2 separate regions of the Mus musculus genome follow, and region 2 is linked to region 1. A link is a contact called in public Hi-C data. All regions are on one chromosome and are shown on one strand. The core of a region is the stretch at or near the end of the contact, and the rest is flanking DNA. Distances in the headings are between cores, read along the strand shown.

Region 1 (2,700 bases), core at 145-2,644:
TGAAAATATTTTAAAAGAGAACTAAAGCCAGGCAATGGTGGTGAATACATTTAACCCCGGCACTCAGAAAGTAGAAGCAGGCAGATCTCTGAATTCATGGCCAGCCTGGTCTACAGAGTGAGTTCCAGGACAGCCAGGGCTATTACACAGAGGAACCATGGAGAGATTGGGGTGGATAGGAGAGAGAAAGGGGGTGGTAGGGAGGGAGAAGAGAGAGAGGAAGAGAGGGGGAGGAGAGAGAGAAATAAATAAAAATACCAAGAAATTCTGAATCAAAGAAAAAGAGTAGGAAGGTAAGATGATTCTATCCTACAATGAAACCAAATTATACCTGGTAAAAATGAAAACCTGAGGACTTGACTCTGACAACATTTCAAAAAAATTTAGTAGACAAAAATAACACACGAGGTCTCATATAGCTCAGGGTGGCTTGGTATTCCTGGAGCTGAGCATGACACTGGATTTTTCTGTCTCAAGCTCCTGTGTGCTGGGGTTAAAAGCATATGGCCCCAGCCCTGCTTAGATGAAATATTTTAACCTCCATAGTGTGACAAAAAAAAAACAACCAAAAAACAAAAACAAAACAAAACAAAACAAACAGAAAAGCAAGTGTCTTCCTCTTGTCACAGATTTGATATGAACTCTGTGCCATTGCTACGTAACAAATGTCCTGAAAGTTAGCTTATGTCAGACTCATGAGGTCACCCACACTCTGCAAGAGAAAGAGTCTCACAGCAGTCATTTGCCTTGTTACCTAGTTTGTACAGGGCATAAACTGGCTTCCAGGCTAGCCTCACTCCAGAATTTACTTCACTGTTTTCTATTAGTCATATGGAAAACCCTTCAAGAGAAAGGAAAAACAAAATGAAAGGAAGCAAGGGAAAGAAAGAATGGAAAGAAGCTCTCACTAAACTTAGCCATTTCTTTGAACAAGTGAAAGAAAATTGATCTCATTTAAATGAAATCACTGTTTGGGGCTAGGGATAGAGTTCAAGAAATATGGTCTCTCTTAATATAATTTAACTATTTAGTTATATTTTCAAAAATAAATATGGTATTCTTCCCAAACATTTGACAGTGGGATACCAATAAGTGGGGAGATTCAAGGCCACAAAAGAAAGACAGCTTGTGCTGATTTTTAGACTCAGGTCCAACTGTTTTATTGCTGGGCTAAGAATACCACACTTTCTCTGTGCATGGGATGCCCCTTCCCATTGTGACTGTCCCCTTGTTTCCATAGCAACAGCTGTTCATGTGATCAGCTTTCCACAGAAAGTTTCTTCATTGAGGGAGTCAAGGAAAAGAAATAACAAATAAACCCGAGCCATGTATCCCACAGTAAGGGACGGAAGAAGTATTTGCTGAACCAAAGAGCAAAATAGAAATGGTCTCACTGCAACGGAATGCTGGGCAGATGTGTGCTAACATTTGCACGTGCAACCATCTCCAGGGGTGAGAGCAAACTGTGGAAAAACAGAAAGGTAGAGGGCTGTCCTGACTTCACTTTAGTCCCTGATTACAGTGCAAAGACAGGCATCCGAGCTGAAGGTTTAAACAGCTTCCCTGTGCGGCTTTGAGAAGTCCGAGGGTCAGAGTACTGTTAAGTAAAAGTCTGTTTTGGAGCAAACCTGCAGCGCTGCATTCCAGGTCCCCAAAAGGCATGGGGCCCGCGCACTGGTGTGTGTGTGTGTGTGTGTGTGTGTGTGTGTGTGTGTGTGTGTGTGTGTGTGTGTGTGTGAAATCATTTTAAGGACAAATGCTGGTGTTTGCTGATTTCCAGAGCCTCCTTGTGTTTCTAGCTTTTGCAAACTCTCATGGTCAAGTCCATGGTCTCTGACTCTGAGGCCTGATGCTGACATTTTCCTTGGAAGATGTTTAAACGCTGACTGTTGTTGTTTGGTTTTTCAGATCATAATCTGGCACACTTTCTTAAAATTTTAAGGTTCTGGCAGTTGACCAAATAAAATTTGAAAGCTGTGTGAAAATTCTGACCAGGGTAAGGCCAGATCTTGCAAAATGACAAGAATATTATGTCCAGCTGTGCCAGCCAATGGGTTTAATAATACAAGTCAAACAGAATTGAACACTTTCAGAGGCATCAATCTGCCTCTGAAAGTGTCTAGACAAGGTCCCCAGTTGAACATAGCTTTCTCCCTGTCTGTCTTACACCTATGTCTAGAGTCATAGGTGTGACTAAAAACCATGGTATGTAATGCAAAGTTTCTGAGATACAGGGCACTCAGACACTGTGAAATGGACATACGAAATGGACACATTTTTTAATTCATTTGTTTTTCTGCTTACATTTGAGATTGATTCTTCCTGAATAGCCTAGACTGGTTTGACTCACAGCCTTCTCTCCTCTGCCTCCAAAGCTCTGACATTACAGGCTTAGAACACCATTCTTGATTTAGACACATGTATATCTATCAAACAAAAATCTCTATTCTTGTGTCACTTGAGTCTTGTGAGAAAAACAAAAAATAAAAATAAAGATCACAGAATGTCATCCAGGAAGAAGAGCCAGCTAGTCAGTTAGGGAAGGGTCTTTGTGAAAGAGGAGGGCCTTTAGAGCCCACTGAGAAGGAATATTTGATCTTGAACTTGAGGGAGGTAAGGAAGGGTGGCCAACAAAAAGGAGAGAAAGATAACCCAGCAGGCTGAGCAGAGTGTAAAGCTTTGAGACAGAGTTCTTGGAAT
Region 2 (2,700 bases), core at 133-2,632, 180 kb after region 1:
GCATTCTTCCCTTTTGTTTTGCTTTGTTGTTGTTTGTTTGTTTGTTTGTTTCTTTGAGGGGTTTTGAGACAGGGTTTCTCCCTGTATCCTGGCTGTCCTTGAACTCATTCTGCAGACCAGAGTGGCCTAGAACTCAGATCCACCTGGCTCTGCTGGGATTAAAGACTTATTCTTAACTAAATTCTCTGGCATAGTTCAAACATTCTTTTACTATAGAAACCATTTAAAGTCTCCTGGGTTCTCAGACTAGCCCTCCACAAATCCCATTAATTCACAGGAACATGACACTTTTAGAGTGTTAACTGTGCTTTCTAGAATAGTCAGTGTTCAAAGATTTTCTTCGGTGTACATTGATTGATCCAAGCTCCTTGGTGCAGATAAGAACACAATTTCTTTGGAGCAATGGAGACTTCTAGAATAGGGGAAATGTGAGCTCCAGATGTGCACAGAACACTGTAGAAACCACAGGGCAGGGACACCATCCTCAACTTGGCACCACCATCACCCTACGGATGAGGGAGCAAGCCTAGTGTTGGAGACTGCTCTTACTTGCTGTATTTGTTTAGATTAAGGAGTGTGGAGCCCTCCCCTCTATTTCCATAGTCTATTAAAAGAACAGTCACTAAAGGTTGTAGAGACCAGCCACCTGGCCCAGCAGCACCTTGGGCTGCACTCAACTGCACTCAGATCCCTGAATGCAGTCAGTCAAACCACTCACTTCTGAGAGAGTAGCAGTTATCTCACAGTCGAGATGGCCCTGGGGAGGTTTTGCCTATGTGTATGGTGCGACTGGAGCCCTGCATATGTAACAGCAGAGCAAAGGCAGGGGAGCAGAAAGGCAGAGTAAAAAGCAGGAAAGAGGAATCCCAGTGGGGAAATGAAAGGAAAATTGGACCAAAAAGTACATTTCTGATCAGCATTGTCCTGCTTACGGATGCTTTATACGGCGATTTTAACCCTAACCGCTTTTCTGTCACTGGTTTTAGATACAGATCAAGTCAGCAGTTGCCACAAGGGCTCCATTTCTTTCCTCTTTATGTTACATTCAATGTTTTTGAGTTAAAGAGAATAGAAGGATCCAGTTTTGCTCTTGTTAAATTCTGCCACATTTTTTTCTGAATGTTTGAATGAGGGCCTCATCTAAATGGAACTCAACACAGATTCCATGGCCCAAAGGCCAGGCCCCAGTGGGACAGTGTTGATATGTAAGTGCTGCCAGGAGTTCCTTATGCAGCTGAGCAGTGAGTGAGGCTGTGAACATTGGTGTGGCCCTCAATCTGCAGCCTCTAGTTGCAGATGACTGCAGACCTCTCTATGGCACATCTCAAGTACGTGAGAACTTTGCCAGGCTGTTCTTTGGGGTGTGAAGGCTGCCCTGAATTCCATGGGAATGCAACTCTGTGCCAAATTCAGATACCAGAGGTTTCCCTCAGGGACTACAGCCCATCTCAAGTACAGGAAGTGGCTGTGAGAAGCTAAAGCAGGAATCTCCAAAGACCTGGACTCAGCTTATGCTCTCTCTCTCTCTCTCTCTCTCTCTCTCTCTCTCTCTCTCTCTCTCTCTCTCTCTCTCTCTTTCTCTCTCTCTCTCTCCCTTCTCCTCTTTCCCTCCCTCCATGTGTGAGTGTGAGTGTGGGTACGCGTAAGAGACAAGACATAAAACCTGGTGAGCTGAATGATACCTTCACATGCACACGTACACACACTCATACACACACACACACACACACACACACTCCTACACATACACATACACACACACACACACACACACCAGTTGAAATCAGCCCCCTACCATTGCTTGTATGGAATCAATATACAATTTTATAGGCAGAAAATAGCCTAATCAAGTAAGGACGATACCAGTATGCCTGTGGTGACTAGTGCTTCTTTTCATGCTTCATGAGGTGTGCATAGTGCGCACCCATGTGTTTTACTCTGACCATCATCTCCAAGGCTCAGCCCAGGGAGTATCTCAAAGACGTGTAGAGCACTTTCCATTTAGCATCACAGTATGCTCGGCAAGAAAAAGTATCAACACAGAAATTCTAAAGATAGACAGGGTCCCACAAGCCAAACTGACCATTCTCATCAGCGCAGAAGAACTAACATGTGACCACCATGGGAGGTACCCCATCTCTAATACCAGTTAATCAGAGTAGAAACATTTTTCACCTTGGCCATTAAGGCAGATATTTTGATCATTCTGTTCTTAGTCACAAACCTCATTACATTTACAGTAATAGAAGAAGAAAAGAGAGAACCAAGGGAAAGCCCTACTCTTCTATCAGGTTTCCCCGTAAACGTCACTTCTCTCAGGAAGCCAGTCAGACAGATCTACCCCAACCGACTTCCCCTGGCTCAGCTCTTCTCACTCATTACATTATCCCTTCCAGAATGATCTTTACCCTCTAGTCCCCAACACATTCCCCAGCACTTTGTAGGCACTTAAGTATGTGTTCAATAATTGATGGAGCACTGAGGCTTTGTGTCTAATCTTAGAGGGAACGAAAATGAACAAGACAGAGCTCCTGCCTTGTCTGTGCAGGAGACGTGTGGGTAATGACAAGGCAGTCTATAGTTTGCTGAGCTGTGCAACACCTGTAAGCGCATTCCTTAAAGGACAACAAAGAGAAGGCACTTCAGCGACAAAATGGAGCTGACCACGTCAGCTGCATGTCTGATTCCTGCAGAGGGGAA

What was found. A called contact is a pair of places that touch in the nucleus more often than the background predicts.
Region 2: a contact with region 1 is called in a Hi-C map of embryonic fibroblasts, with 2.9 times the contacts expected there. The contact joins two enhancer-like sites. A contact is called at or near these places in 7 of 39 promoter capture datasets (the 3T3-L1 cell line, cranial neural crest, embryonic stem cells and 3 more), 3 of 484 Hi-C or Micro-C datasets (Th1 cells, embryonic fibroblasts and uterus), 2 of 115 datasets of contacts at active chromatin or transcription factors (the 230-238 cell line and large pre-B cells) and 3 of 9 other capture datasets (adipose tissue, liver and pancreatic islet).

What each region holds. Positions count from the first base shown.
Region 1 is chr9:13,453,502-13,456,201 of GRCm38.p6, forward strand. All of the region lies in intron 1 of Maml2 (mastermind like transcriptional coactivator 2), which reads left to right. Among named protein-coding and RNA genes, the nearest start is that of Phxr4, 23 kb to the left of the region's middle. Within about 2 kb of position 1,395, at least 61 of the 459 cell types and tissues checked have an H3K27ac peak or open chromatin away from gene starts, as enhancers often do. A contact at or near this core is called in adipose tissue and embryonic fibroblasts, where this site is marked.
Region 2 is chr9:13,632,264-13,634,963 of GRCm38.p6, forward strand. The region is part of intron 2 of Maml2 (mastermind like transcriptional coactivator 2); the gene reads left to right. Among named protein-coding and RNA genes, the nearest start is that of Gm51666, 23 kb to the left of the region's middle. Within about 2 kb of position 1,383, at least 49 of the 459 cell types and tissues checked have an H3K27ac peak or open chromatin away from gene starts, as enhancers often do. A contact at or near this core is called in adipose tissue and embryonic fibroblasts, where this site is marked.